Linked DNA regions of Anser cygnoides: all the other regions are linked to region 2. The links are chromatin contacts, called in public Hi-C maps. All regions are on one chromosome and are shown on one strand. Each heading gives the region's core, a stretch centred on a gene start, on an enhancer-like site or on the middle of the called end of the contact. The rest is flanking DNA. Distances are from core to core; before and after follow the strand shown. Region 1 overlaps LPP (LIM domain containing preferred translocation partner in lipoma). Region 2 holds the start of BCL6 (BCL6 transcription repressor). Region 3 overlaps LPP (LIM domain containing preferred translocation partner in lipoma).

What was found. Hi-C and Micro-C count contacts between places; a contact is called where the count stands out from the background.
Region 1: a Hi-C map of liver shows a contact between it and region 2, with 4 times the contacts expected there. The contact joins the enhancer-like site here to the promoter of BCL6 in region 2. A contact is called at or near these places in 2 of 7 Hi-C or Micro-C datasets (granulosa cells and liver).
Region 3: a Hi-C map of liver shows a contact between it and region 2, with 2.6 times the contacts expected there. The contact joins the enhancer-like site here to the promoter of BCL6 in region 2. A contact is called at or near these places in 3 of 7 Hi-C or Micro-C datasets (granulosa cells and liver).

What each region holds. Positions count from the first base shown.
Region 1 is chr9:15,925,760-15,929,946 of Taihu_goose_T2T_genome, forward strand. All of the region lies in intron 9 of LPP (LIM domain containing preferred translocation partner in lipoma), which reads right to left. Among named protein-coding and RNA genes, the nearest start is that of TP63, 220 kb to the left of the region's middle. Within about 2 kb of position 1,487, at least 1 of the 3 cell types and tissues checked has open chromatin away from gene starts, as enhancers often do. A contact at or near this core is called in liver, where this site is marked.
Region 2 is chr9:16,339,381-16,343,869 of Taihu_goose_T2T_genome, forward strand. BCL6 (BCL6 transcription repressor) reads left to right here and starts at 1,413. Exons shown (of 10, transcript XM_067002297.1): 1 at 1,413-1,530. It overlaps LOC136791437 (a long non-coding RNA gene), which reads right to left. Exons shown (of 2, transcript XR_010833524.1): 2 at 3,564-3,933. It also overlaps the pseudogene LOC136791464.
Region 3 is chr9:16,039,844-16,044,280 of Taihu_goose_T2T_genome, forward strand. All of the region lies in intron 6 of LPP (LIM domain containing preferred translocation partner in lipoma), which reads right to left. Among named protein-coding and RNA genes, the nearest start is that of LPP, 150 kb to the right of the region's middle. Within about 2 kb of position 1,853, at least 2 of the 3 cell types and tissues checked have open chromatin away from gene starts, as enhancers often do. A contact at or near this core is called in liver, where this site is marked.

The DNA.
Region 1 (4,187 bases), core at 237-2,736, 410 kb before region 2:
AGGGACCTCAGCAAGGGAAACTGTTGCTGGTAGAGTTGTGGATTAGACAGGGTATTTTGGCAGTTCTGGTGATCCTAATAGCGGCAGCCACTGAGCCAGCTCCCTTTGTATTCACACTTGCAAAGCCACATTCCCTGGACAGAGGAAAGGACAAATATATGGCGGCACACAAGCCGTACATTTGTCTGAAACTCCCACAGGAAAAGGAAGGCAGGATGGGTGACAGAAATCACTCCTCCTTTCACCCTCATCTTGGGCTGATGAGGAGGGAGGGTTTTCCTGGGTGATCCTCCAGCCCACCAGGCTCACTCTGTAATTCTGCGCCAGATTTCAGGATCCTCGCTGGGAAAAGCACCTCGCAATTATTGAGAGGGCCAGTGGCAGAAGTCCCAGCCAGGGACTAGGTGGGGGAGCTCTCCCCGGCCTGTCTGGGCTCCCTCGCAGGTGTCTCTCCGCGCGCCGTCCCAGGCTGCTCACCCACTGACTCAGGACACCAGACGTGCTGGTCGAGCAGCGGAGGGTAGTTTCAGGGGCTGTTGCACCCGACCCCGTAACATAAGCGGTAGTTGCAAAACCGAGCAGGTCTGGAGGGCAGATGAGCCGGCCTCCTCTTCAGATGCCTCGTGTTCGTTGTGCAACGGTTGGTGCACCTTCGCCCACCCACTCCTCCAGGTGGGGAGGACCAGCGACCGCCTGCCCCCGGGATCATGCCGCTGCTCAGTGCAGGCGTGCCTCAATTGTAGATCAAATTCTCCACAGCATTTGGTTTCTTAAAAGCTGAACTGAGAGTGTAGTTAAGGCCCAAACTGATATGGGTAAGCAACCTTTCCATCGAGGTCAAAAAATAAGTTGCCTTGTATTGCATGCCCAAAGGAGTTTTCATGATGAAAGCGGTCCCCAGAAGCCCAAGCAATGGGTCAAGGCCCTGCAGTGTTTGGTGCTGAACGAAGGCAGAACAAACCATGTCCCACTGCCCAAAGACTTTCACATCCAACTGTTTCTGTGTTGCGCAAGGGCACTTCAAACCGCTTCTATCCCCCCAGCCCAGCCAACCCATTTCATAAGCCCAGGATGGGCGCCATCAGTATGTTCACCAGACTCGAATCCAGCCAAAAATCACATCCGCTGCTGGGCATGAATGACTCAATTCACTCTTCCATAGCTTGGCTATGCTCCAGACGGCATTCGGCGGCTTGTCTCTGCCTCTCTGCATCACCGTGAGGGTGGTGGCACGAAGAGATTTTTACCAAAGGTTCTGTTCAGTGGAGAAGGTGAAAATGCCTGAGTAATGGCAAAGTTTTGAGTCAGAGATGCTTCCCGTGCCAATGCTCCAGCCTACCAGCCTGGCATGCCTCCTGCATGCCTGCCTGGGGAAAAACGTCTGACAAAAAACAAGAAACAGGGAGGGAACCTGTCTTCCCCCTGCCAAAAGTAGAAAGGAAAAAAAAAAAAAAGGTGGAGAAAGGCTGGATCCCACAAAGAGCAGAGTCCTGAACAAATGATAGCTCTCATATTCCCCGCGGCTTTGAGGCTTGGAGTTTTCAAAGGTGTCTGACTGCATTAGGAGAAGATGTCCCACCAAATTTCAACTGGCACCTCATTTATTTAAGGTCTTTTAAAACCCTGCCTTTCACAATCCGGCACCAGCCCAAAGCTTCCTCGCTGTTTTGAAACATGCGCTGTCTGCGTGTCGACAGCAGCCTTGCCGTAAATCACATCCATCAGGCGCTGGAAAACGCCTCACCTGTACGCTGACCATCTACCACACCCTGCACTGAATTCCATCATCCCAAATTTCTCAGCAGCTGGAATCAACTAACTCTGTTTTTTCTCATTAAACCAACCTACCGGACAGAGGTTTCCTTCTTTGCCCCAAAATCTGGGACTTTTCCAACCAGGTGCAAGGTCCAATATTTGTTTACTCTCTTGGACAAGTAACAGGAGCTTTACAACCTGGGACGGAGAGGCACTCCCATTCTGGCGGGGATGTGCAGCGCTTGTTTCTACTCAGGATGACCAGACATGTCATATCCTTAAAATGGGACACTGGTATTGAGAGCAAAAGTCCTTTTAAAATAACACTCGATGTCGGTAACACCATATTACTTATACTCATGTAACCATGCAATAATTACAATTCTGCTCATCCTCTGGTCATGGGACCTGCTTTTACTGGCTGAGGTAGATGGAAAGTAATACTGAAAACTCTCCCAAGTATTTTCAAAATGATCTCCCTGTGGCACATGCTGCATATCTGGAGTCCATGATGGCGCAGTTTGGTATCAAGTATCCACAGACCATTATTCTCACCTGATCGTCACATTCTCAAAGTTTGATCAACAATGAGACAGAAGTTTTCTTGCCTGGCCTCCACTGGCATTGAATTAGTGCAAAATATGAGATACATATTTATAAAAATTATTTTATTTAAAGAAAATCTGTGGAAAACCCATCTGCACAATTGCATGTGTCACCCTCACACATCCTACAGCTTTTGATTCATAATTAGCAAGGCTTAAAAATAATAAGAATTAAAAAACAAAACAAAACAAAACAAGAAAACATAAAGCCGAGCTCTTTAGTGGCCTTAAGACTGCTCTGTTTGAGGCTAGGGCCTGTTGACTAACATAGGAGACATTGGGAATGTCAGTTAGGATCCAGGTTTATCATGATACTGGAAGGGCAAAATAAAATCCCAGTTTTGCCAGCTGTACAGATTGTCCTGACATTCAACCCGAAGTCCTCTATGAAGAGGCTCTGATGTTGATCAGTATCTATGAAGACGAGTCCAAAGTATTACTCTTATCACATTTCTAAGATGGAAGGTTCTTGCTAAATTGACTTTTGCATGAAGGGCACCAATTCCTGTCTCCTGAATTATTCACACAATTCTTGACCTGAGAATTTTGCGCTGATGGAAACTGAAACCCCAAAAGCTTTCGCTCCTCGTGATAGGGCAGAACCAATCAGAAAGGACCGATCCGATATCCAGAGGTCATGGTGAGTCCTGCCAGTCCAATGTCCTTCAGCGGGCATTAGAAAAGACTATCATCAGCAGGGATTATATGCGTTTGCCAAAAACTCAGCGTTGAAAAACCTCCTGAACATCCCGAACCAGTCACGGTAACCTCCATACGGAGAAGGCTGACAAATCGTTGTGCTCTGAACTTTCAGGGTGCTCTTTATCATTGTGCTCTGAACTTTGAGGGCACTCTTTACTGGTTTCCTTCATACAAGGCAGTTCACTGTGAAGATGGTAAGTATATTTAATCCTCATTAAGTGCTTTGGTATGACAGCAGGGAAAACTTATGGACTTGTTTACATGTGATAACAGAATCATCTGAAAACCACTAGACCTCCAAATTTAGATCTGAGGTATGTGTAGAGACACTCATTTCAGTTTAGCCCAAGCCGGATTTTAACTGATGTCAACGTAGGCAACTTCAGGCAGTTTTGAATATACATGATCAATCCCAGAAAGCCAATGCTGGTTTATCTGAGTTGGTTTCCATTTGCACCTAAAATGATGCAATTTTTTTATGTTGACAAAGTCAGATGTGATGGGTAGATTGGGGAACCTATTATTCATACCCCGACATAGGAAACCGTGTGGGAGATTTTCACCCCAGTAAAAGGCTACGGTTTGCAGAAGCTAGCATCCAAAACACAAAATTGCAGCAATGTAAGGTGAGACCCAATGCAAATGCAAATTTTTAAAGCTTCAAACATTTTGGAAATATCTTTCATTGTTTTGTACTGCTCTAAGCCTCCCCTTTGCAGCCCCTACACAGTTGATGACCTGTGAAATAATGTGTATAATGCAGCTCCTGGGAAGTCTCCAGCCTGCATTTTAGATCAGATGACTGATGAAGTGTTTGAATTAAGCTTTAGATCCATGTCTGAACATTAGAAAACCTGGAAAAAGTCTGAATTTTACTATCCCAGTGCTTATCATTTCAGTATTGCTTCACAAGAAAGTTGAAGCAACTTCTCTATAATGAGGAAGAGACAGGCTCGTGTTTTGGAGACCACAGACTAAAGACCTATCAAACTTCTTTTCCTGCAATACAGTAAAAGGCTTTTCCATGGAAAAGCTGGGTTTGAGGTTCTAGCGGTCACCATAGGATATTCCTAGCTAAGAGGGAGATAAAACAAGTAAAATGTTTGCCCAGGGGAAAAAAAATAT
Region 2 (4,489 bases), core at 163-2,662:
AAAAAACCCCGGGCAGCCCGGGCTCGCCAGGAGGAGCCGACGGCGTTTTGCACCCCAGCAGAGATTCGCGGAGCAGCGGAGGAACGCGAGGATGTGCACACTTACAGGCTGGGCTGCAATAAGAACCACAAGAGCTACAGAGAATTAACCCACCGCTCGGGCGTCCTGGGAAGGAAAAGAGCGAAAGCGTCTGAAAATAAAAAATAATAAGGAAAAAAAAAAATTTACATCGTCATCCTTTCTTTTTTTTTTTTTTTTTCCTCCTCCTCGAGAATCCCAGCGTTAAGGAGCAAAGCCAAAAAAATAAAAACGCAAAAAAAAAAAAAAAAAAGGAAAAAGAAGCGCATGGGGGTGTGAGGGGGGCTTTAAGGAAAAAGCTTCTGGCCCCAAGAGTAAATCCCATCTGAGGCTGTGAGCCGAGCGTCGATGTGTTTGTCAAAAATTAGCAAAAAAAAAAAAAAAAAGAGGCAACGGAAGGAAAAATAATGAAAAATGCAAAATTCCAGTGCAGCACAGCAGGATCCTGGCTTTTTCTTTTTTTTTAAAAGGGGGGGAGGGTTGATTGTTGGAATGAGAAAGCGGTGCCCCCCCCCAAAAAAAAAAGGGATAAAAGGGAAAAGGAGAAAAAAAGGGAAAAAAGGGGAAAGGGAAAAAAAGGGGAAAAGGAGGAAAAAAGGGGGGAAATGGAGGAAAAAAGGGGGGGAAAAGGGGGAAAATGGAAAAAAGGGGGAAAGGGGAAAAAGGGAAAAGAGGGTGGAAAAGAGAAAAAAGGGAGAAAAGGGAAAAAAGGAGAAAAAGGAGAAAATGGTAGGAAAAGGAAAAAAGGGGGGAAAAAGGAAAAAACAAGGAAAAAAGGGAAAAACAAGGGGAAAAAGGGAAAAACAAGAAAAAAGGGGAAAAAAACAAGGAAAAAACGAAAAAAGTAAAAAAAAAAGAAAAAAAAAGGAATTATTATAAAAAAAAAAACATATATTTTTTCACACGCCCTCCTTCCCCCTGCATTATATTTTTGGGGGGAGGCGAGGTGGGGGGGGGGGGTGTCCACGTGCGCTCAGCCCCGTCCCCGCTCTCGCACCCGGGACCCCCCTTTGCGTCCGCGCGGCGCGCGCGCTCCCCCGCGCCCGGTCGGGCGGGCGCGCGCGCGCGCGCTCCCGCCGCCACCCCGCCGCGCCCCCACGTCACGCCGCCGCCCGCCGCCACGTGACCCCCGCGGCCGGGCGAGACCACCGCGAGGGGGGGGAACACGGCGGGGAGCGGGGGGCAGCGGGACCCTCGCCGCCGCCGCGTCCCCACCGGGACACCGGCCGGGGGCACGGGGACACCGTCGGGGGCGTTCGGGCGGGGGGAGGCGTCCCGGCGGGGCGGCGGCGGCGGCGAGGAGGCGGTAGGGGAGGTCCCCGTCCCTCCCCGCGCCGCTCGCAGTGGTAGGGCCGGCAGCTCAAATTCCGAGAATTGGGCTCTGTTGATTCTTAGAACTGGGGTTCTTAGAAGTGGTGATGCAAGGAGTTTCTAGGAAAGCCCGGAGACCAGGTGATTGCTGCTTCTATTGCCGCGGCCGATTTTACCCTTTAATTCTCTCTCTCTTTTTTTTTTTTTTTTCCTCCTCTCTCTTCCCTCCTCTCTCTCTCTCTCTCCCTCCTCTTTCCCTCCCTGCCCCGCTCTGGCGCCCAGCCGCCCCTATATATTTCTTACCCGTTTTTTTCCCCCCCCCTCCTTTTTCCCTCGGCAGGTGCCCCGACGGCACTTTTAATCCACCGAAAAAAAAAAAAAAAATTATTTTACCATCCCCTATTCCCCCCCCATCCCATTCTCCCCTTAATTTTTTTTTCCCCTATTTTTTTTTTTATTATTATAATAATTCCCTCTCCATACTAAATTAACGTGCTCCCTATTAAATTAACGCGGGGACACCCCCAACCCTCTCCTTGCACCCTTAATAGTAAAAAAAAAAAAAAAAATCAAAAAAAAAAAAAAAAAAGGAAAGGGGGGGGAAAAAAATAATAATAAAAAAAATCCCAGCCCCGGGCTGCCCTAACGGGGCCGGCTCCCGGAGGGGGGAGGTCCCCCCGCGGTGGTCCCCATGGGGTCTCGGGGGGGTTTTGTCCCCCCGAGCGCTGCTCTCCCCATCCCCGTGTCCCCCGGGGGGGCCCCGCGGTGCCCCTGCACCTGCAGGCGGCCGCAGGACGGCGGCGAGCGCGGCCGCCGGGGAGCTCCGGGGTTTTTATTTTATATTTTATTTTATTTCCTTTCGGCGTCGGTTCTCGATGGCCGGAGCTCGGGCAGCGTGTCTTATATTTTATGTATCTTATTTGTTATTATTTTTTATTCTTGTTCTTTTGCTTCTAGTGGCTGTCTCGCTCCCGGTCCCCGCGTGTGCGCCGTGTCGCGGCACCGGGCGGCTCGGCCCTCTCTCGGGGTGATTTTTTTTTTTTCCTTCCCCCTTCTCGGAGGATTTTTTTTTTACCGCAGTACGAGCGGGGGGCTTTTTCCCCGCGTCCCCCCCCCACTCCCCTTTCGGCTCCCTACCGGCTTTTTTTTTTTTTCTTTTGGCAACCTGTGGCGGGGCCGCGCCGGGATCTGTCAAAGCCCCCCGGGGGGGGCGAGGAGCCGGGCGGGGACGGAGCGGACTTTGCGGCGTTTTTGTCGGCCCGGGGAAAAGCAAGCGGCGGGGGGGGGGGGACGGGAGAGGCGGCGGGGAGGCTCGGCCTCCCTCCCTCCTTCCCGGGGCTCGGTGGAAGGAACCGCGCCGGCCTCGACGGCGGCGGCACCCGCGCGGGGAGGCGGCGGGGAGGGGGAGAAGTGGCTCTGAAAATACCGCGCGGGGGGGGGGGGGGCTCCGATTTTTTTTTTTCTCCTTCCAGCGATGCCGCCGCAAACAGCGGGGAGGAGGAGGGAAAGGGGTTGGGGGGGGGGGGTCCTCCGGCCGCTCGGCGATGGGGTGCGCTTGTCGGGGTACGGGGGAGCCCCCCCCCGGTTGTGTGTCCCCCCCCTCCCCCTTTTCCCCGTGGCAGCCCTTTGCCGTGTGTTTACTACCGCGGCGGACTTGGCGCGGCGACAGGAGCTCGTAAATCTGCCGCCGGGAGCTGCGCGCCTGGCCCCCGGCCACACGGCTGTTCCTGGAGCGAGCCGCGCAAATCGCGCGCAGACCCCGCGCAACCGCCGCGCCCGGCCCGCGCCGCACCTCCCCCCACCCCCACCCCCCCCAAAAAAAAAAAATTTTTTTTAAAAATTAAAAAAAAAAACAGCATTTGGGGGATGGGAGAAAGCTCTTTCGGTGACGCGTGTTTCATTTTTATTATTATTATTATTATTTTTAATCCCCCCCCTTAAAAAAAAAAAAAAAGGAAAACAAAACCGAAAAAGCCCAACTTTGTTGTGAAAACTTTTCGTGGTCGGGCGGCAGCGACCTCTCCCGGCCGTCCCCCCCCCCCCTTCTCTCTCTCCCCCCCCCCCCCAGCTCTCCGCCTCGCCAGCCGGCCCCCCCCCGCCCGTAGTTTGCAAAGTCACAGTATGAAATGTTATGAAATCGCCTCTTGGGAAGGAGGGAAACAGAAAGCAGGGCGTTTGTTTAGGAAAAAAAAAAAAAATAAATCTGCGGCGGCCTCTCAGATGTGCCTAAAAAGCTGCCTTTGACCCCCTGTTGCATTTCCAGGGAAAGAGGCAAGTCGGGGCTTAAAATCACGGGTCAAAACCAACAAAAACAAAGCCCGCCTCGGTTAGTTTTTTCCACCGGCTTCGGTAGGCGCAGGATCGGTGCGAAGCGAGGCTGAGCCAGCCAGATGGGGCTCAGCACCGCGCACTGCGTCGCTCCCGCGTCTGTCCGGGGCCGAATTCTTCCCCACGGAGCTGGACGTGTCAGCAGGGCTGGGTGCGGGATCGAGCCCTCCTTCGATCCGGGGCTGCGTATCGATTCCTGTCCGGAGGTTTCAGATGCTTTTAAAAAAAAAATTATTTGCTGTATTGTTTTAAAGGTCAGCAGGATAAGTGCTTGAAGAACAAACGCAGGCTTCCACCTGCAGCCCCCTGGGTTGGGGGGGCTGCAGTTCAAAAATTGCTTAGAAAATATTTTAGGGCAGACCTCTCTTCCTCCCTGTCTGTAGGTAGAGCTACGGAGGCGGAACCTGAGGTTCTGTTATTTTCTTCTGACGATGGGATTGCTGGTTTCAAAAAACCTTACGTTACAGATAGCAATTTTTTTGCCCCGTGAAACAAATCAGCTAGCCATCTAAAATATTCAAAGGGTGTCTAGCAATTTTCCAGAGGAATGGATTATTACATTGTTCCAGTAAGAAAAGACTTCATCTCCGAGCATTCAATTTTGACTGGCAAAACAGATCAAAGATCTCTTGGGATGCATTTCAATTCCAATTTCCAATCCCCCTCAGTTCTGCCTGTCTGAGTCAATATCCAGAAAGGAAGTGGAGGTTAACTAGTTAGTTATTATTGTGAAGGAAGAAGTTGGAATGAGAAGTGATTCTTACAAATCTCG
Region 3 (4,437 bases), core at 603-3,102, 300 kb before region 2:
CTGGTCATGCTACCCACAGAAAGGATAAAAAAGCAGCAGGGATAAAATGTGCTTGCTTGTTCCCCAAGAACATGGAGGCCTGCTCTATATCCCTGCTCATTATGCATTGCTCATATATATATATACACGTATGTGTGTATATATATATATAGTGTGTCTGCGTGCATATATATATGTGTGTAGGTATATGAGAAAAACATATGCAATTTCATATACCATGCATCGAAATATTCATCAACATAAAGACTGTGAATTACCGATTTTTCTTACCTTAGTGCCCAGAGACCTCTATAACAGAACAAACACACATCGACCTGTAGGGAGCCGGTGAGCATTTACACATGCAGAGAGCATACATGTTATTTGTTCAAGTCTAATTCAGAACACAGCCCGTTCCCGTTTCTCAAACACACAAGGACGGCAGAAGGAGGGAGACAGATCAAAAGCATTCCTGCAAAGCCAAGGTTTGAGTAAGAGGGTTAACATTACCAGGTAATTTATTTATACTGTTGGACACGGCTTCAATTTAGATAAAAGGCTGTTACTTATCACCCAGATTTTAATAAATCACATTAAGAGTCCCAGAAATCCGTAAAAGCGGGCTCTCAAACTGAAAGCCATACACACAGACCAAGATTTTATTTACAGAGCCACCGGGAGCGACTGCTCCTCGCCTGAGCCCGGGGAGGCAGTCAGCTAGAGCTGCGCGGCGCTACGGATGCTCCTCGCCAGCGAGCACCTAAACCCAGGCCAATAATCCCAATGATTAACAAAATCTAGCACTAGAGGGAGGCTGAACACACTTTCTGCTCTCTTTGGCCTTTTCGGCTCCTCCAGCCATTCAAAGGAAGGCGATTTCAAGGCAGGCCAGCACTCCGGCAGAGCCCAGCTGCGGAGATGCGCTATTTAAGGCAGCACCCCCTGTTGGCAAAACCCGCGCCCTTCCTTCCCCAGTGGTTCCTCAACACACGCACCCAAAACCGACAAATACACAAATTCCTCCGTGGCGGGCGAGTCGGAGCCCAGGAAGAGGCAGAGGCAGCAGCAGCACTCGCCCAGGGGCCGGCAGGCAGCGAAATGCTAAGCCACAAGGACAGGGGCTGGCTGCTCGCACCCGGCACACGTTGCCACGAGCTCCCAAGACTGGCTCCTGGAGAAGAGCTCTCCTCTGAACAGCCTGGCGGAGGAAGGCGTGTATGCCTTCAGACCACGTTCTGTTATTTCTCCTCCCTAAACTCCCCCAGTGAAAGGAATTCCCCGTGTATCCCTACAGCTCATACAAGGGCAGGTGCCAGGCTGCTCTGCGACCCGAACGTGCTGAGAACTGGTGCCTTGGCTTCTGCTTTACGCTGCACCCCATGCAGGCAGCACATCTGATCGCTTCTTCACTCTAAACCCCATCCTCAAGCCCTTCTGCACGTCCCCTTTGCCACATCCCAAGTTCTTTCTGGTCTCAGCAGCGGATGGTGTTTATTCATTAAGTCGCCGTTTTCACAGCACCGAGGCGGCGCGATGCAGCCAACAATTGCTCTGGGATGCAGGAGATGTGGGCACTATTTTTAGCCTGCTGCTGGCCATCCTGGTGACCCAGGCAAATCACTTTCCCTGCTTCAGCTTCCTTATCAGAGAGAGACCGGTATTCCTTTTGTGAAGTGCTTTGCGGCCTGTCAATAAAACACGCTGATAACGGCCGGGGGCTGTTGGGAAAGAGGTGATCTCCCGGCTGAGCACCGTCCGTGCTACGGTAGCAGCTAGGGTCCCAAATTAAAATCAGATCCGGGCCGCAGACACAGCACCTGTGGGCAATTAGCAGCGATTTGGAGACGCGTGTTTTACCGAGGTGGCCCTTGGCGGGTCTGCAGCTCGGGGTCACAGCTGCTCGCAGCCGCCCAGCTCCTGCCCCGACAGCTCCCGTGGGCGCTGGAAAGCTGCAAGGCACCGTGTGAGCCTCTGCCGGACAGCCCCAGCCCTCCGCCACCCCAATTCCCCCAAGGAATCTGCAGGATGCCCCCTGCAGGGTCCGGCCTCCCTCGGGATCGGACGCAGCAGCGTAGGGAACCAGCTTTACACATCACGCCGCACGGGTCTCATCCCAAGCAGCCCTGCCTGGCCAGGAAGGAACCAACGGCCAGTGCCGTCGGCAAGGGTCCTGCTGGGAGCAACACCAGGCACTTGGAGAGGTTTTCTGTAAGGGTTGCTCACGTTTGCTTTCCTTCAGAATGCCTTTTTGTGACTAGAAGGCAAAAAGAAAAGAAAAAAAAAAAGCTCCCTCCCTCCCAGATCTATCTATTTCCCTTTGACAAACAGTGATTTCATTTTTCTTCCCGTCCAGGATTTTTTTTTCTCCTTTTTTTTTTTTTTCTTCTAAACTGAGCACAAGCCAACGTGGCAAAAAGCTCTTTGCTTATGTCCTTATTTGTCAAACACGCCATCGCCGCGCCCTCACCACCATTCTGGGAACAAGCCCTTGCCTCCGCTGCCTGACTTCAGCCGAAGGGGAACTTCCCAACACAACTGGCCCCCAGCTCCAACACGCTGCTTTTTTAAAATAAACATTTCCTTTTCTTTTATTATTTTCTTTTTTTTTTTTCCAAAGCATTACAGTTAATAAGAAAAGAGTCAAAATTTCCTTCCCCTTTTCTCCTGCCCTGCTGTGAATCTGAACGTGATCTAGATGAGAAAACAGAAATTACAAGAAAATGCCAGATCTATTGCGAAGTTATTTCATGGCCCACTCCTCCTTTGATTTCAGCCAGTGTAGGCATCTAGAGGGAAGTTAGCTACTAAAGTACCTTTTTGGATCTGATCCTAAGTGGTCAGCTCCACTGTCCAAACAGAGATCCAGAGATAAATAGGCCTATGAAAACCGGGCATTATTATTTTAACTGCTACTCCATAAACTCCAACTTAAACTGTAATAATCTGTGCAGCTTGTAGCTGTCTGCTAACGGTAATGCATGAAATGATAATAAACTAAACATATATCTATCTGCTGCTGCCCTCATCAACTTAACACCTAGTATAAAAAACTTTACCTGGAGCCACAGTGCACATTTTTCACGAGCTGTCAGCGGCACGAAACCCTCTGCCATACAGAGAGAATTTCTGCTGTAAAGAGCCTGCTTTGCTGGAGATCAGTTTCCAGCAGTGGAGCAGACCTGGAGGGCTTGCAGCGAGCCCCAGGAGCAGATCCTCAGACCTGCCCCACACTCAGCAATGGGATCGTCTGCTCCGGTGTATGCATTTAATGGAGGGGGCGCAGAACTGAAGTGGCCCGGTATCAGAGAGCAGACCCAGGTTTAGCTTGCAACACGAGATCCTGCAAGATCCTACTTTTCCACTGGCTTAGGCCTGTTCCCAATATATATAACTGAGGATGGAGGGAAAAGGAAAGGGGAAAAGGAGACGAGAGCAGACTGAAGGCAGGGGTCTGGGTCTGCTGGGTACACCTGCCCGTGGTGACACACAGGACTGCAGGGATGCAGCCCCAAGGCTTGCTTTTCTCCCACTAGGCTGCCATCGGAGGAATCCTGATCCAACCAGATCCCTGCCAAAACCAAGGCTGTTAACGCTGCCCCAGCCCTGGCTTTCCAAAGGCAGAGGGAAAGGGTGTGACAAATAACAATTTCATGAGCTCAGCGGGGAAGAGCCAGTCCGTTTGGTGGTTGTACCAACAGGCGGGTTTCAGTGAGAGCCCCGTGCTGCTGTGGCACGTCTTCGAACAGTCGGAGGATTGAGGCGCGAGGATCACAAGACACAAACCCCTTCCAAAACATGCTGCAAGGTTTCCTCCTTGCAAAAGCCCTTCCCAGGCCATGGCTGGATCTGGAGAAGCACAGAGGCACCACCACAGCCTCTTCCCATTGCACGGGGAGCCAAGCTCTGCCCCGCGGCAGGCGCCTGCTGCGCTGCTGCTTCCCAGCACCCCGGCTCCCAGGAGGACCACGCTTCTTGGAGAGATAAGAGGCAGAACAACACTTGCTGGGGAATTACTTCATTCCCCCAAGGCTGGGAAAAGCCATGCTCCTCACTTGGCTGATGTCTCCGATGGCTGCAGCCTTTCCTGGCAGTGGGAAACATAATTGTCATTAACCCCTTCGCTCTCCAAGGATGCTGAAACCATCACGGGAACATGCTTAGACTTTGCGATAGCCTCCGAACATCTTGCTACAGGCAAGAGATCACAAGAAGCCCATGAGGGAGGGAAACATTTTCTTTTTACGAAGGCACAAGGTGGATGAATTGACTCCGGAGTTTGTGGCGGGGTGAGTGAGGAACGAAGTCAGACCTCTTGAATCCTGTTTAATGCCTGCCCACTGGGCCGCTCCCAGGCTCCATCGAGGGACACAGCACTGCCACCACCTTCCTGGGCCATCAAGGGCAGCCCCATGCCACGGACACCTGGTTACACAACTCTGACCAGTCTCAAACCCAGAT